Linked DNA regions of Mus musculus: regions 2, 3 and 4 are each linked to region 1. A link is a contact called in public ChIA-PET, HiChIP or PLAC-seq and Micro-C data. All regions are on one chromosome and are shown on one strand. The core of a region is the stretch at or near the end of the contact, and the rest is flanking DNA. Distances in the headings are between cores, read along the strand shown.

What was found. A called contact is a pair of places that touch in the nucleus more often than the background predicts. ChIA-PET counts read pairs in DNA pulled down with a chosen protein or histone mark. HiChIP or PLAC-seq counts read pairs in DNA pulled down with a chosen protein or histone mark.
Region 2: an H3K4me3 HiChIP or PLAC-seq map of embryonic stem cells shows a contact between it and region 1, with 13 read pairs. The contact joins the promoter of Mroh3 here to the promoter of Camsap2 in region 1. A contact is called at or near these places in 2 of 39 promoter capture datasets (embryonic stem cells and stem cell-derived epiblast-like cells), 2 of 484 Hi-C or Micro-C datasets (epidermal suprabasal cells and nephron progenitors), 4 of 115 datasets of contacts at active chromatin or transcription factors (embryonic stem cells and pancreatic cancer cells) and 4 of 9 other capture datasets (adipose tissue, embryonic stem cells, liver and 1 more).
Region 3: a contact with region 1 is called in an RNA polymerase II ChIA-PET map of memory CD8 T cells, with 16 read pairs. The contact joins the enhancer-like site here to the promoter of Camsap2 in region 1. A contact is called at or near these places in 4 of 39 promoter capture datasets (the C10 cell line, embryonic stem cells and pre-B cells), 8 of 484 Hi-C or Micro-C datasets (CD4 T cells, CD8 T cells, the G1E-ER4 cell line and 4 more), 6 of 115 datasets of contacts at active chromatin or transcription factors (the SCID.adh cell line, embryonic stem cells, memory CD8 T cells and 1 more) and 2 of 9 other capture datasets (adipose tissue and liver).
Region 4: a contact with region 1 is called in a Micro-C map of embryonic stem cells, with 2.0 times the contacts expected there. The contact joins the enhancer-like site here to the promoter of Camsap2 in region 1. A contact is called at or near these places in 6 of 39 promoter capture datasets (embryonic stem cells, hippocampal neurons, pre-B cells and 1 more), 29 of 484 Hi-C or Micro-C datasets (CD4 T cells, the G1E-ER4 cell line, the HL-1 cell line and 10 more), 13 of 115 datasets of contacts at active chromatin or transcription factors (the SCID.adh cell line, T-cell acute lymphoblastic leukemia, differentiating embryonic stem cells and 6 more) and 4 of 9 other capture datasets (adipose tissue, embryonic stem cells, liver and 1 more).

Annotation. Positions count from the first base shown.
Region 1 is chr1:136,343,445-136,349,447 of GRCm38.p6, forward strand. Camsap2 (calmodulin regulated spectrin-associated protein family, member 2) reads right to left here and starts at 2,660. Exons shown (of 18, transcript NM_001347109.1): 1 at 1,855-2,660. The coding sequence starts at 1,993.
Region 2 is chr1:136,209,187-136,215,279 of GRCm38.p6, forward strand. It overlaps Mroh3 (maestro heat-like repeat family member 3), which reads right to left and starts at 3,634. Exons shown (of 23, transcript NM_001329610.2): 1 at 3,419-3,634; 2 at 2,103-2,217. The coding sequence starts at 2,190. It overlaps Inava (innate immunity activator), which reads right to left. Exons shown (of 10, transcript NM_028872.3): 10 at 4,336-5,232. The coding sequence ends at 5,140.
Region 3 is chr1:136,116,483-136,122,471 of GRCm38.p6, forward strand. It overlaps Cacna1s (calcium channel, voltage-dependent, L type, alpha 1S subunit), which reads left to right. Exons shown (of 44, transcript NM_001081023.2): 41 at 1,125-1,210; 42 at 1,854-1,960; 43 at 2,188-2,331; 44 at 2,475-3,340. The coding sequence ends at 2,648. Among named protein-coding and RNA genes, the nearest start is that of Gm15850, 12 kb to the right of the region's middle. Within about 2 kb of position 3,324, at least 85 of the 459 cell types and tissues checked have an H3K27ac peak or open chromatin away from gene starts, as enhancers often do. A contact at or near this core is called in CD8 T cells, the G1E-ER4 cell line, the SCID.adh cell line and 3 more, where this site is marked.
Region 4 is chr1:136,169,985-136,175,725 of GRCm38.p6, forward strand. It overlaps Kif21b (kinesin family member 21B), which reads left to right. Exons shown (of 35, transcript NM_001039472.2): 30 at 5-185; 31 at 1,158-1,322; 32 at 1,604-1,721; 33 at 2,175-2,345; 34 at 2,819-3,018; 35 at 4,053-5,741. The coding sequence ends at 4,107. Among named protein-coding and RNA genes, the nearest start is that of Mroh3, 40 kb to the right of the region's middle. Within about 2 kb of position 4,292, at least 91 of the 459 cell types and tissues checked have an H3K27ac peak or open chromatin away from gene starts, as enhancers often do. A contact at or near this core is called in the G1E-ER4 cell line, differentiating embryonic stem cells, embryonic stem cells and 2 more, where this site is marked.

The sequences.
Region 1 (6,003 bases), core at 1,410-3,909:
TTGAGGCCAGTTTGGACTTTATATCAAGTACCAGGTCAGCTGAACACACAAGTGAGACCCTCTCAGAAAACAGACGCGCGCGCGCACACACGCACACACACATGCACACACACACACACACACACACACAGCCATTTTAAAGACTGTTTCAATTTGTAAGTCACTCTCTTGAGGACTTACTTAGATCTTTTCTCCAGGCCAATTGCTGCCCTGGCTCCCTCCTGCTTTAATGCAAAGCACACTGCCATCAGAGTGGATCCTAACTTAAAACAATGCCAAGGGCCACAGAGGGCCTGGAAGAAGTCGGATCCCACTGACAGTACACACCTTTACTTTCTTTCTTCTCAAGTGTGTTCAAGCACACCAGACTCCAGTGACCAGCCTGACACACATCCAGAAAGCAGGGCGTTTCTGCTCAGAAGCCTCTGTGAGAATGAACAGCAATACATTCACCTCTGCACTTTAAGCGCCCTCTCCGTCTCAGATGGTAAGAAAATGCCTTTGGGCTCCTCTGTCTTCCAGCTTCCACACAGGAAACCGTGTCAATTTCCCTGTTCTCTAGATACTTAGAGCGCCCCAGTTGTTCTCCAAATGGATAGTTAGGATACTGCTATCCTAATTCTTCATATCGAAATTTTAAAAAGTATTATCTGTGCTTCCTATTATTGTTTTCCATTTAAAATTTAAGCTAGTTCAAAAAACCATTCATTCCTGATGTCAGCTCTCTATCAAAGTATAGGAAAATAAAATTAAGACAGACATAAACATAAAAATTTCTTCTAAATGACTACAAATACTTTTACTGACGGGGGGGGGGGGGGAATTCATCTAGTCTTTAGCCTAGATATACAAGCTCTGTAAACACTTGCCTATGTATACAGTTAAACAATAAAGCTGGATTAAACCACTTAGCCACATATTTTCACAGTCCTAAAACAAGAAATCAGTCATCCCCCACAAACAACCCAGAGACAATTTTGCAAGCATGAAGGAACTTCTCTATTTTTTTTAAAGCATTCCACAACAAGGGCTCCTAAAGCAAGAGCTGAGGAATTACAGCAGGAGGTCCCTTTCCTGTTATTCTGCGAAGGCTGGGTCAGAGAGAGAGTGTTTAATTACTGCTGTACTACAGGATTTCTATGTCAACAACACATCCCTGCCCCAAGCCCCCCCAAAAAACCACTTCTACTTCAAAAAAGAAAAATTCAAAGGAAGGAGGGGTTGTTTATCTGATTTTATGACGTCAAAATACATTTGGAAAAGGAAATATGCCTCAGTGACATTAAGTGAAAAAGCACTATCCAGTCAGAAAACTAAAAGTGGTTTTAATGGGTGGCTTAACGAGAATTTGGAATGTGTATGAAAGGCTGTGAGAGGAGTAAGGAACGCCTACAAAAGATACTGCACTTCAACACTGACCACCTTTCATCCTACATAGCCTGACTAGCAACCACCATTACAAATGTCAAGATCAATATAGTACCCCACCTTCTTCCAGTAATAAGCTCAGATTTCTTGGTATGGTAACCACAATTATGACCGAAAGGGAAACGTATGCAAGATAATAAGGAAAACACCACACATTAGAGCCATTTTGGGAAAACACGATAATTTGCTCGCGGAATTTAGACACACGCTATTCAATAAAAGGAACCCGGTCAACCCCTCCCGCGTCAGTCAAGGGCACCTCATTTAAGACCAAACCTGCCTTCTTTCTTTCTCCTAGAGCTCGTCTCCCGTCATCTCCCTAAACCTGTACCGGAAGATACACATGGGGGAGGGGGCTGGAATCAGGAACAAAAACTGGGATGTGGACAGCATCGGGAGGAAGAGGAAAGGGACGACACCACTTACCTGTCCCAAAGGCTTTGGCCACCAGCCAGGCCAGATTGCAGGCGATTTTGGCCCTGGAGAAGTCATAGTGGTCAAAGGGTTTGATGGCTGGAACAATGAACGTCCTTCTCATCTCCCGCGGGTCTGCAGCATCCCCCATCTTTCACGGCGGCTGGTTGGGATGGAGGGACGACGGCCTTCACATGGTGTGGCGGAGAGAGGAGTTCAGATCGTCCGCGCCGGTCGCGGCCCTCCCGGGCGCCGGGCACGGAAAAGCTCAGCTGTGCTCGTCGCGAGTCCGCCGCCCGCGGGAGCCGCCGCGGCCCCGGGCATAGACGTGAGGCGGCACCCGGCCGCGCTCGCTCCGGCCCGGGTCTGCCCCTCCGCCTCCCCTTTGTCTCCGTTTAGTCACACGGGCTCGCAGGAGGGTGGCGGCTGAGAGGGCCCGGAATGCTCGGGCGGGGGCAGCCTGGACGATCACGTCGCGGACAGTGTCCCCGCCATGGCGGAGCGCGCACGCCCCGCCTCACTCACGGCCGCCCCTCGGGCCGCGGGACCCGCCGCGGAAAACGTCAGAATCGCTGCAGCGCGCGAGCCGCCCGCGGCCCGGCGCTTCTCCGGCGCTCCGATCGCCGCCGCCCGCCTCCTCGGCGCAGCTCAGGGCCAAGGCAGCGGCCTGGGGGAGGCCGCAAATCAAATCACGGGCCCTCGGCTCCTGCCTTATCGGGCTTGTCCTCGTATTTTCCGCTACCCCTCCCGTGGCCGGACGCCTCGCTCCCCTTCAGCCGCCGCCGCCGCCGTCGCTGCGGTTTTCCGGCTGCGGCACTGGATGGAAAGAGCAGATGGGAACACTGAGCATGCGCCTGGCGCGCCCGGCCCCGCCCCCGCCGCTGTCTTGCGCCGCCATGCGCACTGAGCATGCCCAGCCTCGCTGCCGCCCGCGATGGGCTCCGCGCCCCTATCCATTAATCAGCACAGTGCCCGCTGGATTGGACGTTCTGTACATCCGCAGCTTTGGGCTGCTGCCGCCGACACTGCTGGACGAGGGAAGGAAAGAAAGGGAGAGGAGAGGCTTTTCTCCTCCCGCTACACGTGGTTCAGCCAAGAGAATTGATATTTGTTTCAAATGCTGCTTATGTCACACGCGTATTGCTGAGAATTTGCCTTGCACACCCATTTAATCCTTGCAGTAACCCTGAGAGAGGTGATACAGCTGGTTGACCACGAAATTATGGAGGGATGCAGTAACTTAAGTCACCCATGGGGTTTAACCAGGGTTGAAGGTCAGGTTTAAACTCTCCAAAGCTGTATACATTTCACGTCATGACGTTTTAACTTGATACTCCCCACTTAAGTTTTCTAAGTGAAGGATCCGGTTTTTTGGTACCTTCTGTTTCCTCGTAGAAAGAAACATAAACCCTTCCACAAAGAACATCCACAATTATGATTTGTCGCAGTTCGTCTTGCCAGAACTCTCTCCGTTCCCCCACATGGGTATGCTTTCTCAGAGCTGTGCGCTGCCTGTCTCTGTGGTCTCTGTCCACAGTAGTCACTCCCTCCAGAAAGCCTTCCCTGATACTGCCAACTTCCCGTGCAGAACTGATTCCAGAGCAATGTATGTCCTTTATGTCATAACTTGTCACACTGCATTCCAACCACCAACTGTCTTTAGCTTTCAAGCTGACTTGCCTTGTCTCTGACACCTATATGATGCTAAACCTCACAGTAGTTGCTCTATCAATGTCTAGGGTCAAAGGGAGAATGTTACTGTAGTTAACACCGAGTTTGGTTAACTTTCTAATTCCCCACTTCTTGTTTTAACACATCTGATTTTAATTTATGTAATCCTGGGTGGTTTTCATTTTACAGATGAGAGAGCTAAGAGTCAGAAAAGCCTCTTAAATTGCAGATATAGTAAAGGCATAGTCACAGTCTGAACCCAGAACTATCTTACTTTGTACGACTAGGGCCTCCCTATTATCATCAGCCGTTAAGATGGGAGACATATGAAACATGAGGGGAGGCGTTTTGATCCCTACTATCGAAAAGGGCAGCTCCAGGAGCAAGCCCCTCCCTTTTGATTTCTGTTTAATCCCCAGAAACACTCCTCCTTGAACCCAATAAGGCATTACAGATAAGCCCCACTAACAATGCCAAGCAGGAAAAAAGGCACTAGAAATAATATGCCATTGGGTGATTGGCATATTTTTTTAGTAATTCAATTAATATTAATAGGGTTTTTCTCATGGGCAAGCCCCTTTGAAAAATTAATGTATTAACTGGTTTGTCAAAGCACATTCAAATGGTAACTAGTTTCCATATTTATTTGATGAACTAAGCACTAATTGTCTTCCTGTTCTAGATGTAGGACTGAGGATCATAGAGACCAGGTGCCGTGACCAAGATTTCTCCTTCCATTTGTATTGGAGTCTGGCTTCAAACTCAAACCCAGGTCTTCTGTCTCCACTCCTTGGGTACTCTTCTGGGTTCCTGCTCCCTCTCTGAATAGGGGCTAGCACATATACAAATAAAGAGAACATATCATAAATATGGTACATGCTGTAAAAGACAAAAAAAATAATCACAGCAAAAATATATGGGTAGGGATACTTGGAAGATGTCTTAGAGACTGCTGTCCAATATAATGTTCTTGAATCCAACTTCAACAGGATTCCAGCACATACATACCAAGTTAAGAGAAATCTATGGGCTAGAAAAATTAGAAAGTGATACTGAAATATTATGTCTGTTATGTGAATCCACAAGCAAATGCAAGATTCTCGAAGGCAGCAATCAGGCTTTGTGTTACCTGTGCTCTAGCCCAGCACTGTGCTCAGGCAGCATTCTCCACAAATATGTGTCAAATCTCATTGAAAACTGTTTCAACCTCAATAGACTACATGAGGAAGAGAAGAGACAAAGGCAGTTGCTCTGGCTTGTCCCTTGATAGGACGACACAACGGTGAAGCTTTAGTGAGGATAGCATTACTATGACCCCAATTGGGAAGGAGTGTGTTTAGCAATGAGGAGGGAGGGCAGCTTGGGAACAATGAGCAGCTTTTACTCTGAGGGAGGCTGTGAAACAACTTGGGGTCATAGTTGGAGCCTGTTATTAACAGGGAAACACCCTGAGTACAAAGAGGGAGGATTCATTTTCAGGGCGGCAGACACTCTAATAGGGTGTTCTTTGTGACACCTTCAGAATGATCCCTTTTAAGGCTAGAAGTCTCTGTGGACTATCGCTGTCGAGAAGAAATGTTCTCCTCTACCTTCTGAAGACAACTGACTTTGTTTGAAGCAAAAACCAAAGCCAGGCGATTCTTTGGGCCTGCTCTTCCAGCTGCACAGATGCCTTCTGCTTTTTACCTCCAGGTCTGGGGTGTCAGTCCTCCTAGGCTCTGATTCCCATGCACACACAGCTCCCTTCTCTATCTTGCTCCCTTCCCAGTTTCCTGGAAATCCTGAAACGCCAAGCAGACTTCTTTCCTTGTAGTCATCATCAAGCTCTGTCTTTGAATAGATGTAGAAGTGTATTCATTCACTCATCAGCCCCTACTGATGGAGCTCCCAAGTGCTGAGGAGTCCATATTGAACAAGACAGCTGAAGAAGCGGCTTCCTAAACTGGGCACGCTGGCACAGGCTCACAATTCCAGCACTGCACTTAGGAGATTAAGACAGAAAGACCAGGAGTTCAATACCATCCTAGGCTACATAACAAGTACAAGACCAGCCTGAGCTACATGAGACCCATCTCAGAAACAAGAAAAACAAAAAGGAAAAGAAAGAAAACAAGGAGGAGACAATGACACCAAAATTTTTTGTTTGCTTGTTTTGGTTATTCAAGACAGGGTTTCTCTGTGTGGCTCTGCCTATTCCGGCACTCACTCTGTAGGCCAGACTGGCCTCGAACTCACAGAGATTTCCCCTGCCTTTGCTTCTTGAGTGCTGGATCTAAAGGCATGCACCACCACCACCTGGCTGACACCAAATTCTTAATGGAAACATGGAGCCTGTAGGATCTAACAGCCTGGCTTTCTTCATTGCCAGGTCTGTGTCACCAGAGGTTAACAGCCTTGTTATTTACCCCACAGAAAACCTCACTGTAGTCTCACTCAGTTGACTTCCTAGCACATAAGAAGCTCTGGATTTGACCTTCAGCATTGGATCTG
Region 2 (6,093 bases), core at 2,384-4,883, 130 kb before region 1:
TGATTGTGAATGGACTTTGAGTCTCAAGTCAGCCTTGGGAGCCTTTCTTGTCAACTAAGGGGAGATGCATATAGCCTTAAGGGCCTGCTGCAATGAGAAGTAAAGACAGAGGCTGGGAGGGAAGGCTAGGGAAAAAGCCTGATTATGCCAAGTTGAGTCCTGAAGGGATAAGACAAATGAATGAGAGCTATAGCAATAGGGCGGGTGTGGGGGGTAATGGGCCTGAGTGCAGGCTTCTGTTGTCCCTACAGACAAAAGGTTCTAGGCAGGGTTTGAAGCCAAAGTGCAGCCCTTCCATTCACTAACCCCATGGTCTGCTGCAAATGAAACTCTTGACTCAGGTTCATCAACTGTGCAATGGCAAAGATAGACCTCCATGTGGTGATGCTCAATGAACTAATAAAGGCAGATGGGTCCTTAGTAAATTAAAATACACCCCCATCCCCAGGCCCAGTGCAGTAGTGCACATCTTTAATCCTAGCATTTGGAAGGCAGAGACAAGAGAACCAGGAGTTCAGGGTTACCCTTAGCTAATAGTGAGTCCAAGGCCAGTCTGGATTCTATAAGAAGAGCTTGTCTTTTTAAAAAGGAGGGGATTAGTTAAGAGACTGAAACAATAACCAGGAGAGACAAATGGTAGCTTTCCTGGAGGGAGGTGATAGCAGGAGGTAGTCATATCTGATATCTATGTTGATGATCAGTAGAAATAGATGATAGAGAAGATGTGAGCCTAAAAGCTACAAAGAAGTCAAGATTGTTTTAGGGTTAGGAGTGTAGCTCAGTGGTAGAGCACTTGCCTAACATGCTGAAGGCTCCAGGTTTGAGAATCTGGTACAAGTACTAAACAAAAATTAATTAGGCATAGTGGCACACACCTGTAATCCAAGCACTTGGAAGATAGAGGTAGAAGGAAGGGTCTTGGAGTCGAGGCCACCCTGAGCTATATAGTTGAGTTCTGAACCTGCCTGAGCTACATACTGAAATCATACATCAAAAAGTAAAATTAGATACAAAAGAAAAAAAATCAAATAGGTGTTGTAGCACACCCTCTCAATTCTAGTATTGTGAGGCTGCGGCAGAGAATAAGGGTAATTGTGAGGCCAGCTTGATCTACAAAGTGAACTCTGAGCCAGCCAGTGCCATAGTGCTACATAGCAAGACTCTGCCTCAAGAAAAAAGAAATTAAATTTTTGGTCTGAGAGACTAGAAGTCTTGGGTTGTCGTTTGTTGACCTGAGGGTATCTGAAGAGGGTAACAAAGCCAGGGTTCATTTGGGCCATGGGCCATGTTGATTCTGAGATGTCTACCTGGCATTAGAGTGCAGATATAAATAGGCTTTGGGTTGGGACGTGGTGGCACATTCTTGTAATCCTAACCAGGAGGTTGAGGCAGGAGAATCACAAGCTTGAGTAATTTAGCCAGACTCTGTCTAGAAGAGGAGGAGGAAGAGGAAGAGGGAAGAGGAGGAAGAGAAGGAGGAAGAGGAAGAGGAAATGAAAGAGGAGGAGGAGGGAGAGGGAAGGAGGCAAAGGCCAACAGAATAACACAGCAGGTTATCCAGCTGGCCAAGAAGTCTGACAGTCTAAGCTTAATGTTCTAGACCCATGTGGTGGAGAGACCCATCTCCTGGAAGTTGTTCTTTGACCTCCACACATATGCCATGGCATGCATGCACATTGTACATGTGTATGCACACACATGGTAAAGAAATAAAGTGAAATTAAATTTTAAAGGATTAGGGCTATAAGAACTTGGAATTTGGACACCTCTAGTCTAAAAATCAAGTGTTGGTTAAGAGGTTATTGGCCTGTAGGTAGTATGGAAAGATCTTTCCATACTACCTACAGGCTTTAAACATCTAGGGCTCCACTGAACGTCTAGTTGCCTCTAGGTGAGCTTTCAATATCTCAGACCATATCAACGCCCAGCTAAGCTCCAGGCCTCTGAGGGAGATGAGCCTGCAGAAGGAGCAGGCCTTAGAGAGTAGTTATGAAAGGGATAGCCCTTAGAGTGACATCTCTAGCAAGGGCCAGGGAGCCATTATCACTTCCAAACTGCCTCAGTAAGATTAGTGATACCCAGGCCTACAGAAAACTGCTTACCTGATAAACTTGGCTCTAACAAGACATCGTACATCGATGACCGAAATGTTACTCTGTTCAGATTTCTCTCCTCGGAGTGTAGATTCATTTGCCCACCCAGGACAGGATCCAACAGCTTGTAATGAGACCAGCAGTCAGGCCTGATGAGAGTCTGGTCTTCTTAGTGATGCAGGTTTAGTATAGGGGAAGGCTGCAGGAGGCAGCCTGACCATTTACAAGGACAGGGTTGGAGATAGCAGAACACTTGTTCAGCATGTCCTGAGGCTCTGCATTTATCCATGGCATGAGGGCAGAATAAGAAGAGAAAAGAAAAGAAAAGAAAAGAAAAGAAAAGAAAAGAAAAGAAGAAAAGAAAAGAAAAGAAGAGGGGAGGGGAGGGGAGGGGAGGGGAGGGGAGGGGAGGGGGGAAAGGGGAGGGGGAAGAAAAGAAGAGAAGAGAAGAGAAGAGAAGAGAAGAGAAAAAACAAACAAACAAACAAAACAGAACCACAAGAACTGACTGGACAGTGCCCATGCTAGGTCCTGTTTGCTAGTTTCCCATTTTATCTCCTGTTTCTGGGGAAAGTGCACAACCCCCCTTGAAGAACCCTGACTCCTTATGGGTCATGCAGGCACCAGCCAAGGATCTCCTGTGGCAATCTCAGACTCAAGCTGGCTCCCAGGGAAGTTTCTATCTGTGGTTCTGATGTCTTAAGGTCAGGTTCTGAAGCTGTTCTTAGCAGAGGGTTCTTTCCCATTCTCTAGGATGTCCCTTCTGCCATCCAGGAGGGGAGGCTAAGGACTCTAACGTGCCTGCAACTCCCAGACATGGATGCTCAGGTGTAGAGCTAGCCTATGGACTGAAACTGAAAGGAGTTATGCCCAACCAGTTCCTCACACTGGCACATTTCAAGGCTGGCTGCTTACAAGAACTTAGCTATCCCCCATTTTTTCTTAACAGCCTCCCATATCTATATATCTATAGCTATATAGATATATAGATACTTCAACCTCTTTGCCACCTAGAAAGATTATTACAACAGAACCCTCTGATCAAGCTTTACCTGGAATTGGGGGTGGGAACTGGAGAGATGGCTCAACGGTTAAAAGTGCTCACGGTAACTCCAGTTCCAGGGAAGCTGATGCCCTCATCTAGCCAAAGTGGGCACTGCACACACATGGTACGCCCATATACATTTAAAAAAAAAAACCCTAAAATGTATTTTTCTGGGCCTAACAGATGACAGATGGCTAAAACACAAAACCAAATACCTGCCTGACAAGTGTGAAACCCTGGGTTCCATCCCCAACACAGGAAAAATAAAGTTCAAACTTACCACAAAATAAGTTACATCCAAAATCAAGTCCTTACTGGCCACAGTTAATAGCTACATTGATGTTCAGGTCTGAGATAAGGATGCCCACAGCTTCTCTAGAGGCCCTGGAACTCTCTTCCCTTCCCACCCAACCCCTAGCATGGAACAACCCCCAGCCTAATAAAGCCAGGTCCTTGAAAGCCAGATTCCTACAGTCTCTAGGGCTGGCCACCAAGTGCAGCACTGGCGTCACCCCTGCATAGCCATCTGCCTGGCCCTTTGTGACCTACCTCTTCCTTGACTGTGGAGAGGGACAGGCAAAACAGAGACCCCTTTCTCTGCCTGACACAGAGCTGCTACCTCAGACTCAGGCCACAAGCTCTCCAGAAACTGTAGCCATAGCAGGCGCTCTGCTCTCAAGTCCTGAGCACCCCCTACAGGGCAGCAGAAAAAGTTGCAGCCTCCCTCCAACACCCCTCTCCTCCTACTACCCCTCCCTCTCCACCTTTTGCAAAAACACAGAAGGGGTCTTATGGAGAGCCCCTCCTTACCCAAGGAACGCCTGTTTTTCCAGCCACAAGAACAATTTCAAATAAGCCTCAAACCACTGAGCCTGGGCCATCTGAAGCCAGAGAAAAAGGGATCACAAAGCGCTGAAGTGCCTTCCAAGGTTACTCCATGGAGCTGCCATGAGGGTGCTGAAAATGGAATCTGGGCTTTCCAGATTTTAACAGTTGAGCTAAAAGTTCAGGCTCTGGAGACCTTGAGGAGCTTTGCTGGATTCCCTGTGCTCAGAGAAGCAGCTTGAGTTTCTGTCTGTCACTCTGCTTGCTCCCTAGAGTCATGACCAAACCAGGCAGCCATCTCAAGGAGCCCACTCTGTGCTTGGTCAAAACAAACAAACAAACAAAAAAAACAACTCAGCACACACACAGAATCCTTCATCCTCAGCTGGGCCAATCAGATTTTATTGAAGTATTTGGCACAAGGTTGCCCTGTAACGGAGGGCACCGCCACGGTGCAACCACACGAGATAGCTGTTAGGTAAGACCAATAAGTTAATTAATGTGAAGGATGCTCAGGTGTGGGGAGGCACTAGCACTCAGAAGTCTCTCAGCTCTGTGGCTCAGGATCTAAGGCACTTAGGGATCCAGAGAATACACTGGGTTGGGGGGGGGGCATCTATGCACTGGGGAAGGGGCTCAGAAGCCATACAATATGGCAAGTGGAGGTTGGGACTACTGTAGGGTATGGGAAGAACACCATGACAGAAATGCCTGTGCCCTGAAGGGGAGAGGAGAGTTCTGCCCAGCATCTGGGAAACAAGGGAAGAGTCCCTGTTGAGGGAGTCCCACATCCGGCCTCCAGCCTTAAGAAGCAACAGGTATCTCAGAAAGAGGGCCCAGAGCATATGGGACGTCTCAAGGGGCCCTCTATGCCACTTGTCCTACATAAGGAGACAAATGCTGTCGATTAGTCCAGCTCGACATTAGTCCAAAAGGCCAGACTCTGGGGGATAAAGCATAATCATGTTATTAAAGAATAAGACAAATCACAGATATAAATCCTCAGGTCAGGACTTCTGGGAAACACATGTAAAAAAACCGAAAGGTCTCAGCTCTGCATCATCGGCCTGCGATGAGGGGAGGGGAGATGAAAGAAGCACTTAAGGGTGAGGGGGTCCTCGACCCCAGCTCCAATAGAAAAGTCTTTTCCCGCACGAGGCAAGGCGTTCAGAAGAGTTACACTTGGCTGATAATCTCTCCGTTCTCAGGCACAAAGACTTGCACTGGGGCCCCGTCCGTCGACCTCCGGAGTACGTACACGGGGGGCACCTGTCACAGGCAGGGAGAGAGGAGAGGCGGATGAGCAAACTGGGTAGAAAGGTCAGTGCAGCAAGCTCAGCCACATCGTTCTCTTTGCTTAAAGGCACAGACCATCATCGATAGTGAAGCCCTGGTGCTCTGCTCCTGCCCTCCCCAGGAATGATGCCCCCCAGGTACCACCCCTGATCCAGGTCCTTTGGGGTATGACGGTCACCCTGACCTTCTTCTCCACCTTTCCCGGGCTCATGTCTCATCACCGTCCCTGTCTGACAGGTTGGGATGAGCCAAGCCTAGACCAAAGGCAGGTCTAAGCTCGCAGGAAGGGATAGGCACGTCAGCTAGAGGGTGTATAGCCTGGGACTGGGCCAGGGCGCTGCCCAGCCAGAGATGGCAGCTGCAACAGCCCAAAGATCAGGGGTGGGGGTGGGGAATGATGCAGCTGGGCTGCTGGGAATCTGGGGTCTCAAAGAAGCAGCTTGTTGGTAACTTCTAGAGTCTGTCCCCTGCATAGCCTTCTGAATCCGGATGAGAGAATAAAGAAAGGATTCATGCCGGCTAGCCTCAATTCCAGGATGAAGAAATGGGGCTTACAGAAACCAAGGCTGCACCCCTACCCGAAGTCAGAGTGCTCAGAATCCTTCTTACTTCCGATACAACCTAGCACGCACACACACACACACACACACACACACACACACACAGACACACACACACACACACACACAGACACCACCCTCTGGGAGCCCCCGTGATAGAGCTATTGCTGATCTAGGACTCTCATATATTGCTTTAACCATTTCAGCCTCTGATCCAACCCATGAATGAGAGAGGTCATTTACTACGCCCATCTTTTAGAGGGGGAAACAAAAG
Region 3 (5,989 bases), core at 2,074-4,573, 230 kb before region 1:
AGGAAACTGTGAATGATAAGGTCAGTTGTCAGATTTGGGTAGTTCTGTCTTAGGTTTCCATGGCTATGAAGAGACACCATGACCAAGGTAACTCTTATAAGGACAACATTTAATTGGGGCTGGCTTACAGGTTCAGAGGTTCAGTCCATTATCATTATGGCAGGAAGCATGGCAGCATCCAGGCAGGCATGGTGCTGGAGGAGGAACTGAGGGTTCTACATCTGGTTCCGAAGGCAAACAGGAGAAGGCAGCTAGGAGGAGGGTCTCCAAGCCCACCCCCACAGAGACACACTTCCTCCAAGACCACACCTACTCCAACATGGCCACTCCCATTCCAACCACCACACTCCCATCACGTCAATCCCAGCTGTGATTTAAGTGGCATATGATGCTGTAGAGCCACTTAGCCATCATAACTCAGGGGCTGGGTTCCCAGTGGGACTTCTGCTCCGGACGGGCCAACTGAATAGCAGTCTCATTGGGAAGACAGGGCAGAAGCCAGCTGAACAACTACTTCCCTAGTCAGGACTGCCAACGCCTCACTCCAGTCCAAAGAGGCCTCTTGAATGCAGCCCAGATTGCTTGAAGGGTAGCCATGTCTTTGGGTCACCATGGTGCTAGGTAGTGTGGCAATACAGAAGCACCAGACCTGGGCTCTGCTGTGGGTGGGTGGGTGTCACGTGGTACAATGGTGACCAATTAGGACCCGTTAGGTGTACCGAGAGTACAGAAGTGTTCCTAATGACGCGGGCTGGAAAGGCCCAGAACACTTCTCGGTTTCAGTTGCACATGAGCAATATCTGGAGCTTTCAAAACTACCCGTGTCTAGAGTGGGTTCCCCAGCCAATGGTCCTCACCACAGCTTCCCAGGTGAGCCCATGTGTCATCAGGACTGACAGCTAGGGCCCTAAGAGGGCTTGAGGTCGTGCAGAGTGTGAGAAGAGTAGGGGAAGCATTGAGCAGGAGTGGAAGCAGCCGTGAGTTTGGCTTGCTCCCTCAGAGGCAAGGACAGCTAGAGTCAAGCTCTAGCAGAACCAGCCCTGGCGTGAAGGCTCCTGCACTCTGATTGGATGTTCACTGGTACCTCTGTGGATGGGTTTCAGCCTGCTCTGCTCCCATTTCAGCATCTGCTATGAACGGGAGTTCTTGGGAGAGGCGGACATGCCTGTTACCAGAGAAGGACCCCTCAGTCAGCCCTGCAGGGCCTCAGGTCAGTCTTTTCTGTGACTAAGAAGCTGAGCCTTCTCCTAGAGGCGTTTGGGAGTGCTCCCTCTTCCCTTAGAGCCTTGGAGGGTCCTGGGAGGAAGAACACTATCGTCAGGTTGAGGAAGGCTCCAAATGGGAAGCTGAACGGAAGGGGTAATGGGTGGGGAAGGCTTGTTCACGCTATCGGCCTTTGTGCAGGCCTACAGCTCCCTTCTGTGTAGCCTAGCCTGGAGTTCCCTTTTACTGGGTTCCTGGAAGGACAATCCCTGCACAATTGACCCCTAGGTTGTGGAGTCCTTGGCAGGTGGTCATGCAGTCTCCCTGTGGGTCTGGGATCACTGTGTGACGGTAGCAGCCCCAAGATTTCTGGGGTTCAGTAACAGTGAGGGTACTCCCTTGCTTGCCAACACACATAGCCATACTGAGCAAGAGCTTGCTGGCAAGTCTACCCCTCAGCCTCCCCCAAACCATAAGGACAAAGTGCTGGGCAGGGAGAGCTGAGCCAGTTCTGTCTGGCCTGGAGTTGCTTAGGTTTCAACGTGTGTCTACCTTCTCAACTACCTGCTGTAGCTGCCCAAGCAAGACTCTGATGACTCCCCCCATCAGGGGTCGGCAGCCCCACTGACCTTGCCTTCCTTGGCCCACAGGACCTCACAGCAGATCTCATGTGGACAAACTGAAAAGACCGATGACCCAGAGAGGAATGCCTGAAGGCCAGGTGCCTCCTTCCCCGTGCCAGGTAACAGGGGCAAAAGCCTGGGAGGAAGCGCCATATAGACCCCACTTGGCCTGGCAGGGGAAGAGCCCTGTGGGTAGCAGCCCATTCATAACAGAAGGATCCTGTGTTCCTGCATCGTCCTCAGTCTGTGGGTTTTGGTGGAGACTCCCTTGGATGAGCTATGGGCTCCAGTGTGTCTGTTAGTTCTAGCATATCTGTTTGGGGGTGTCTTTGCTTTTCTGTGTTTGAGACAGCTCTCCCAGGCAGAGCATCCTGTGCAGAAAGAGGGAAAGGGCCCCACGTCACGGTTTCTGGAAACACCCAACAGCAGGAACTTTGAGGAGCACGTTCCCAGGAATTCGGCTCACAGGTGCACGGCTCCAGCTACTGCCATGCTGATCCAGGAGGTGAGGTGGGGCTGGAACAGAGCGGCATACTCAGGAGTGGCCTTGTAATAGTCTGTCGTTGGAGGAAGAGTAGGACCAATGGGGGTGGGGTGCAGAAGACAATTTGCCTGGAAGACCCACCCAACATCCTCCTCCCACTGCAGGCTCTGGTTCGAGGAGGACTAGACTCCTTAGCAGCAGATGCTAACTTCGTCATGGCAACAGGCCAGGCCCTGGCAGATGCCTGCCAGATGGAACCAGAGGAAGTCGAGGTGGCAGCAACAGAGCTACTGAAGCAAGAATCCCCAGAGGGCGGGGCCGTGCCCTGGGAGCCTTGAGCCTCAGGTCCTCCCCTGGGCCGCCTGAATCTGCGTTGGGGCTCCCAAACGACCCTTATTACTCCCAGATGTGAGGCCTATACAGAATGACACAAGCTTAGAAATACCATGACCAAAAGCCAGAAAGTGCTGGAGTGGAGAAGTAGGTTAGCCCAGCTTAGCAGCCTCCCCTGGCCCCTCAGTAGCCAGCTGTATGGACTGAGTAGCGGTGGTCGGGAACCACCTCAACCAGGCAGGAGGCCATGGGTGGGCAGGGCCGGCCCTTCTCCTCATCAGCAAGAAGCAGGATTCGGCAGGGCTTGTGTGGCCATTCACAAAGGCCTGATCGGTGCCAGGGTCTGTCTGTCATAAAGCCACTCTATCTAGCTGGACATTAAAGTCTCCAGGCCTGACTTTGGCACCTGGCTTCTGCTTGCCTGTTTTATTTTATTGTTTTAGAACATCTGGAACTCCCTCTACCCCCTTTCTCAGAGAACCTGGGCCTTGCAGAAGAGTACCAGGCCATCTTCACTTTCCCTCTGATGGCATTAGAAGAAATGCCACACCCTGGTTACACCAGAGCCAACCTGTTTCGAAGCTGTAACCCTGTGACTTTGGCCAGAGTCCACCGCCAACGCCAACTAGAATCTCAGTGGCAGTAGTTTATGGCTATGTGTTCCCATGGCTCCTCTTCCATACCACCTAACAATGACTAACAGCTGCTGTCTCTAACCAAGGGCCTCAGGAGCACCTCTTGTACTCACAAAGCCCTTCCACACAAAAGCCACTCACTTCTCACCACAGTCACGTTCAAGATGAGGAAACAGGGGTGTGGGGAGATGACAAGATATACCTGTAATGTATCGCTAATGCGAGGCAAAACTGGGTCTGCCTTGCCCTGCCCTCTCCCCTTCACAAGGCACTCTTTCCTTCTGCCTATTCCTCCATTAATCGTGGGCCAAGTGCCTGCTCCATGGCTGTTGCTGTGGTAACAAGGCTGCCCTGCTGTCAGCCTCCTGGCAAAGTCCACAATGGGCTTCTGAACTTCTGGGTCCTGCCCCAGGATGTGCATAGCACAGGGCAGAGGTGACACTTGGTGACCTGTACATAGGGTCCTAGACCCAGCTAGGCCCCAAAGCTTCCTGGTGCCCTGTCAGTGAAGCAGTTACACACACACACACACACACACACACTCACACACACATACACACACATTCACACACTCACACATGCACACACCCACACACATGCACACACATACACACACACTCACACACATGCACACACACTCACACACACATGCACACACATACACATGCACTCACACAACACACACTCACACACATGCACACACAAATACACACACACATGCACAGTACACACACACACACACACACCACATGTTCTTTTCCCATGCCCTGTCAGTGAAACAGTTTCAACTCCTCCCGTTTCCACAAACCTCAGCACCAGCAGCTTGCCTTATCCACCTCACTGATAAACAGAAGTCACTGGAAGGTCCTTCCTCTCAGTTCTTCTAATCACACTGACCTATCTCCCCTCTCCTTCCTTTTTGACCTACTGAAAGCTGAGTCTTTGCTCCAGACATTCTCCACACCAGCCCTTCCACCCTCTCCCTATCTCTGCACTGGGTCCTGGTTGTGTCATCTTCCAAGTGTGGCTCAGCATTACTAGACACCGCGCTCACATAGGTGAGGCTCCTGCTCACCTCTGAGCTCTAGTGTGCCTCTCTAGAACCTTCCTGAGCTCTACCTGACCGACCTCTAGCCATCCTTCAAACCTCTTTTGCTGTCATTCCCCAGGACTTGACCAAGCTGTTTAGAACCTGACTCCCAGGCCACGCCCCAGGCCACGCCCCAGACCACACCCCAAACACAGACATCCCCAAACATCTTTCCCATCCAGAAGGCATAGCAGCACTGCTGTGAATGCAGTTTACCCCTGCCAGAGGCTAAGTTCCCTGAAAGCTGGAGCTGTCCCCGCCTTGTTCTCAGCTGCCTGTGTAGGGCCTAAGCTGCCCCTCTAGGGCCTAGCACTCTGGTGGCCCAGACACTGCTTGTTAAACAGGTGTTACAACCAGCTAAGAAGCATAAACACCTCCTGCTCTGTGTCACCAGCTCAGCAGACACTTCAGCCACGTTGGCTAGGAACAGGTGAGAGGAAACATCTCCACCTTGTCAGCCATGGTGGCTCACCCCTTTAGTCCAGCACTCCAAAGGCAGGGGATGGGGTTCTCTCTGAGTTCAAGTCCAGCAGAGACTGAGTTTCAGACCATCCAGGGCTATATAATGAGGATTTTTGTCTCAAACAAAACAAAAACAAAAACAACCCCTCTGTCTCCAAAGGTACCAGGTGGGACTCCACACTGTGGCCTCCAGTGTCCCCCTTTCACCTGACTCATGGCTAGTGAGGTAATAGCTACCTACATAAAAAAATTTCCTTTGCTATAAAATACTATCAAAGGGTGTTAGACTTTGATGAAGGAGCCAAGTGTCTTGTATGGCATTTAGCATGTACAGAACGAAAACTATATAACAAAATCTTGTTTCAATGGTTTCCGTTACATATTAATGTATTTAGCCTTCTTAGCAGTTAAAAAGAGAGACAGTTCTCTTTATTTTGCAACTGTGACACCGAGATCTCTGACCTAAGTCTGTGCAGCTACCAAGAGGCCCAGAAGGGAGCTAAACCTAGGCCTTTTGGCACTGCATTCCATGTTCTTAACGGATACACTATTTGTCAGGTCTACACTACCCTCCTATCCTGACTGACAGCTACAGGTGTACACAGGCCCGGAGAAACTAAGTCTTCGTCCCTTTGAAAAGTTCAAGCAATTTCCTATCGAGATATACAATGTTCTAATTCATCGTGTGCAAATCCCGTCCTCTACCGGGCTTCACCTCACCTGATGAGTGGTTTCCATCAGAGGAAAGGATGACGGAGGAACGGTGCTGAGTGAGCAGGTTTCAGCTAAAACAGACGTCCCCTTAGGAGGACCACCTAACAGAGTCCATGTACCATAGGGACAGGGGGCCCTTCTGTCACTGGGAGGCACCAACGTTCTTGACAGTTCCGTGCAGATTTGGTACCCAGCTGCTGAGTGGGGACTGTGCCAGAGGGGCAGGAGTGCCATTTGCAGGAGAAGTGGGCACAAAATGCACGCAAAGACTGCAGAGATGAGGGGAGCCTCTCCCATAGGACGGTGCAGAGCTCAGAGCCTCCATGGAAAATCCAGAAAAAGTGTGCTCAGGTGCCATCCCATCAAAGTCACAAGAGCTCTCGCCTCTGGCCCTGGGGCCTGCTCTGAACAGGGCCTGCTCTTTCAGGGTTTATTTATTGTGGTG
Region 4 (5,741 bases), core at 3,042-5,541, 170 kb before region 1:
GCAGACCGTAGCTGCAAGATGTGGAACCTGGTGACAGGGCAGGAGATTGCAGCTCTCAAGGGTCACCCCAACAACGTGGTTTCTATCAAATACTGCAGCCACTCGGGGCTGGTGTTCTCTGTGTCCAGCTCCTACATCAAGGTGTGGGATATCCGGGACTCAGCCAAGTGCATTCGGACACTCACGTAAGTCTACCACTACTTGAGAATAGTGCTTCCTTCCCTGCTGCGGTGACCAATAAGCACAGCACAGCCTGATTGGGTGAGCACGAAGATCCTTTGGCCTATCTCAGTCCTCCAAGCTCAACCATTTGAGATGGCCTGCATAGATCCCAAAGACCAGCAGATGGCAGCAGCCTCCAAAGCCAGGCCACACAGATGTGCCACCCAGCATAGCATGTTCCTGCTTGTAAGGACACAAACCTTCCAGAAGTCAGGTTTTGTCCTTATGTGTCCACTATAAATCACAAATTGTTTAACTTGACAGCTGGAAAACAGACACAGAGGGTATTTAGGGCCCTGAATTTATTCTGCATGATGCAGTAGTCACAGATAACGTTACGCATTTGACTGAATCTGCAGACTATAGAACACCCAGAGTGAGCCCTGCTGTATGCGATGAGCTTGGGTGATGTTGGGTCCATTATAGGTTCGCGTACTGTAGCACAGGACGCTGTGGGGCGCGGGGCACTGACAATGGGGGAGGCCATGCACAGTGGGAAAGAAAGACGCGAATGGGAAAGCTCCACCTTCCACCCAGTTCTGCTGTAAGCCTAAAGCTGTCCTTATTTATAGATTTATTTATTTATTTATTTATTTATTTATTTTAATGAAGTCTGGGGGCTGGGATGAGGAAACAGGCACGGAGAAGTTAAGTGATTTCTACATGAACCAGCCAGCTTCAGAGCCTCTCCCTGGACTCTTAACAGGCTATTCAAACCTACCCACGCACACCGACAGGTCGTAGAAAAATGTCGAATTGAGTCAATCTCTCTCCTTGGCCCTGTTTTTAGGGGAAGCTGTTCTTCCCAGATAGGGAAGGAGGCATCCTGGAAGAAGTGGCTTTCTGAGCTGGCCTGTGTGATGTTTTCTTCGTTTCCCGGCCTTTGTGGGTAGACTCTACTGACCTCTGGCTTTGCTTTTCCCCCCTCTGGGTAGGTCCTCAGGCCAGGTGATCTCAGGAGATGCGTGCATAGCCACATCCACCCGCGCCATCACCAGTGCCCAGGGGGAACATCAGATCAACCAGATGGCCCTCAGCCCCTCAGGCTCCATGCTATACGTTGCCTCTGGCAATGCTGTCCGCATCTGGGAGCTCAACAGGTCGGTGACGGAGCTAGAGAAGAGACCCAGGGAAGGTCCACAGGCCTCTGCATGGGGTGGCCCACTCCTGGGTGGGCAGCACCTCAACTGTGCCTCCAATCCCCCACTCTATGACCTTGTCCTCTGCCGCTGAAAATCTTGGTCCTTGATCTTGCTTTAAAGGGGAGACAGAGTAGAGTGGCCAGGATTATCTATTCCTGATCAGATTCCCTCCAGTCCCCTGATCCGATGTAAGTGCCCTCTGACCATACTATCCCTGCCTGGGCCTCTCCCTACTGCAGGTTCCAGCCCATTGGCAAACTGACTGGCCACATTGGCCCAGTGATGTGCCTAACAGTCACCCAGACTTCAAACCAGCATGACCTCGTGGTGACGGGCTCCAAGGACCACTATGTGAAGGTACCTACAACTGCCTTGACACGAGCTGTGGCCACCTCTGCTCTGAAGCTTAAGCGGTGCTGTTTACCGGGAACACGTAAAACCCAGTGAGACTTCCGGGAACGGCCGCTTGAGAGGGCGTCTTGGAGAAGACAGGAGGATGTGTAGATAGAATTAATCTGTAAATGGTGAAAAGTAACGACCTCAGTGTGTGAGGAATGCAGGTAGAACCTCTGAATGGGAGATGATGCAACCGTTAAAATGATAGATTGGGGGAAATACGAAGTACACAGGACCCAGTGATTTAGTTTGCTCTCTATGGGTATGGCTGGACACTTCGGTAGCCAGAAAGTAAAAGGGAACAAATAAATGGAGATGGGGTCGTGGGACTATGGCAGTGTCCTTCCCACAGTACTCCAGGCCTGCCCCAATTGATCATGCCCCTGTCTGAGCTCTGCCCCTCCTCGTCTGCAGATGTTCCAGCTGGGCGACTGTGTGACGGGCACCATTGGCCCAACCCACAACTTTGAGCCCCCTCACTATGATGGTATTGAATGCCTGGCTATCCAAGGAGACATACTCTTCAGTGGCTCCAGAGACAATGGCATCAAGAAGTGGGACCTGGACCAGCAGGAGCTCATCCAGGTTTGGGGAAGGGAAGGGAGGAGTGTGCCAGGGCAAGGCCACAGGCAGACCTTAGCAGAGCCCCTCCAAGACTGCCTGCTATCTACCCTCTTCCCTGCTACCTCCACGCCCCTCTCCCTGCAGCCTGCGGGGATTCCGCTGGGGCCCTCTATACCCTGCTATACCCTGCTCTTGACAAAGCCCTTGTGCCCAGTTCTTTGTGGGAGCACTTGACTTTAGCCTAGCTCTCCTGTGGGCTGAAGATTTCTCCAGCAGCACAGATTTAGAATGTGGGACCTGGGGAGAAGAACCCATCTGTGCTTTGGAATCCCCCCAGCCTGGCTCCTGGGAATGGTAGGGTCCATCTGCATGTTAGAGCTGTCCGGAGCCAGGCGGCATTCCTCCATGGCTAGCAGGAGGGGTGATGTGCTCCTGGGGCCCTGGGGCAGGCCCTCTCTCTTCCCTACACCTTATGAGCCCTGGTCCTTCCACAGCAAATCCCCAACGCTCACAAGGACTGGGTGTGCGCCCTGGCCTTTGTACCCGGCCGGCCCATGCTGCTGAGCGCCTGCCGGGCCGGCTTCATCAAGGTCTGGAATGTGGACAACTTCACACCCATTGGTGAGATCAAGGGCCACGACAGCCCCATCAATGCCATCTGCACCAACAGCAAGCACATCTTCACGGCCTCCAGGTAGGTGCTAGGCAGAGAGAGCCGCTTTGCTCCCCTCCTAGAGTGACCAAGTTGACAACTGGCTCAGGGCTCCGCAGCTGTCCCCACACACAGATCCCATCAAGCACTCCTCTTTATATTTAGTGCTCAACTTCACTGAGCACTAGGCACCCAATGTCCTGGGTGCTGCAAAGGCAGGGGATCAGGGAGCCACTGGGCCCCAGGCCAGGACTTGCCCCCCCGCAGCGATCCAAATGGCTCTCACCCCCCAAGGGCTACAGACTGCCCTGCACCACTCCCACACCTCTGCCCCTCCAGCTGTAGCTCTGGCTCCTGTGCAGGCAGTGCCAGGCCCTCTATCCCAGGGACACTACTCAGCCGGGTTTCTTCTTTTCTCTCCTTGTTCCCACCATGTCCCTTCTCTCCCCTCCCATCTCTTCCTACCTCTCTTCTCTGCCTCTACCTCCCACCCCCACCCCCCCTCAAATAGTGACTGCCGGGTAAAGCTGTGGAATTACGTCCCTGGACTCACCCCCTGCCTTCCTCGACGAGTCCTGGCCATAAAGGGCCGCGCCACCACCCTGCCCTGACCTTCCCCCTCCCCCTCTCACTCTTCCCATCTTGCCTTTTCCTGTCTTTCCCCCACCTCGATCTGAGCTGCTTCTTCACGGTATGAGCCTGTTTTACTCTTAACCTTCTTACTTCACGCCCTGCCTGGCCCTACAGATCACCCTCCCCGACCCTCTTGCTAGCATGAGCAGTGGGCCAGAACCCTAAGGTGGCAGAGAACAGGGGGAGGCATTCAGGCCTGGACACAACACAACAGGAAAGTCTGGGACACCAGTCTTGCAGGGTCTTGCAGAGCATGGCCTGGGCCCTCCCCTTACCCAGTACCCCTCCCCGTGAGGTCTTCACTGGTCCTAAGCAGCATCTGCCTTAGCCCAGCCATATGTGAGGGAGGTGGGAAATTTGCCCAACCTTTGCTTTGGGGTGGGGGTGGGGCAACCAGCAGGGTCCACACCCACAGCTGAGCAGCCTCCCTCTGTCCTCCCCAGTGACCTGACAGTGAAGTTCTGGAGCATACGGCGGCTACCAGCAGCCCACCCTTGAAGTTAGGACTAAAGGTGGCTAGACCGTCAGATCAGACCCAGCAGCCTACCCAGCACGGAAAGGAAGCTGTGGCCCGACCTTACCGGAACAGCCAAGTTCACCGGAGTACAGAGGGTGTGGCTCTTCTCTCGCTCTGCTTCCTCCACCACCCCTTCTGTCCCTCCCCTGCCTCCTAAGAAAGACGAGGTGGAGGAGGGACACAAGCTGTGAAGCCAAAGGGCACGATTCCCCAAGCTGCTGCTCCACCTGTTCCCAAGCCTTCCTCTCAACTGGCCACATTGTCTCCTGCTGAGCCAGCCCTGCCCCTCCCCCAGGCCCTCAGCCTCGGTTGAGACCGAGGGAGAAGCAGGGAGAAGCCCCCATCTATCTTCCAGTGAGCTAGCCTCCTCTGTGTCTCCTAGCCCCACCTCCGGAGCCGCTTCACCTGCCTCTGAGCCCACCAAGGTAGTTCTCAGGTAACCATGGAAACCAGATGTAAGCAGCTGAGTCCTGCCGCTCACCCACAGCCAATCCCAGTGGGGCCCCGGCCCAGTCTTTCCTTGAGGTTCTCTTCTGCTGGGGCCTCAGTGGAGCTGTTTAAACAGTTCCTTTGGGGGGAAGGTCAGCGGCACTGCAGTCATTTAATATATTGATTTTTATTTTTGTGTTCTGCTGTTTGCCTCCTGGAAACTGACTTGAAGTTTCTTCCCATTCTTCCCTCCCCTCCTGGCACGGAGGTGGGGTGGGGTGGGGTGGGGGTGGGGGCCTTCCCTCTGCTTGCTCTGCAGATGAGGGGATAGCCTTCTCTATCCTTTGCAGCTCTGACAATTGCCCCGGACCTGCCCATGCCGGCATACCTTCTAGGATAGACCAGGTCTCTAGGCCGCCTAATGCCGCAGTGCCTTTCTCCATCCTGAGGCCTGATATCATGCCGGGCAGCCTTATACTAGCCATGCCCGCAGCCCACTTGTGTCTTCTACTCCTGGGCCTGGTGCCCACAGCCCCTGAAGGTCAGAGCATTCACCCCAACGGCCCAGTACCAGGGAGCTTGGTGGACTGCCCACTAGGTAGGCTTTGAGTAGTAAGGGTACCAGGTCCTTTGCCTAACCCCCCAGCCAGTTATGTTTCCACCCCCAAGGGGCTAGGGAACATCTTCAGCTTCTTTTCCTTTAGTTGTTCCAGAAACAGCCTTAAAACCAGCCTGGGACAAAGGCCCTCCCTTTTCAATTAGCGTGAGGAGGCAGTGACTCCTTGCTTCTCCCCTTGGTGCTGTGGACTCAGCTGCTGGGATGAGGTGAAGTCAGTGTCTAGCGCCCCCTACTGGAACAACTCTGAATTTATAGAACTGGGCCATGAGAGGGGCCAGCTCCGTTCCTCCCCCGGCTTCCCCTGCCCTTAAACTGGTCCACACTTACTCTATTGCTTCACTGGTCTTATGCATCCTGGTCTCATTCCGGGATCCATGAGCCTCAGCCCCATTCAGAGGCCGTGGTGACTTGTGGAGAGCTAGCATAGCGCCACTGTACTTAGCTCTTCTCCCTCTAGGGCGAGTACGTTGGTGCCTGTCCATGAGGCCCTAGGATGGGAGAGTTAGGAACTGATAAGGTCAGACCCTCTCTGAACCTTCCCAGAGCTGTGTCTGAAGCTGAAACTAA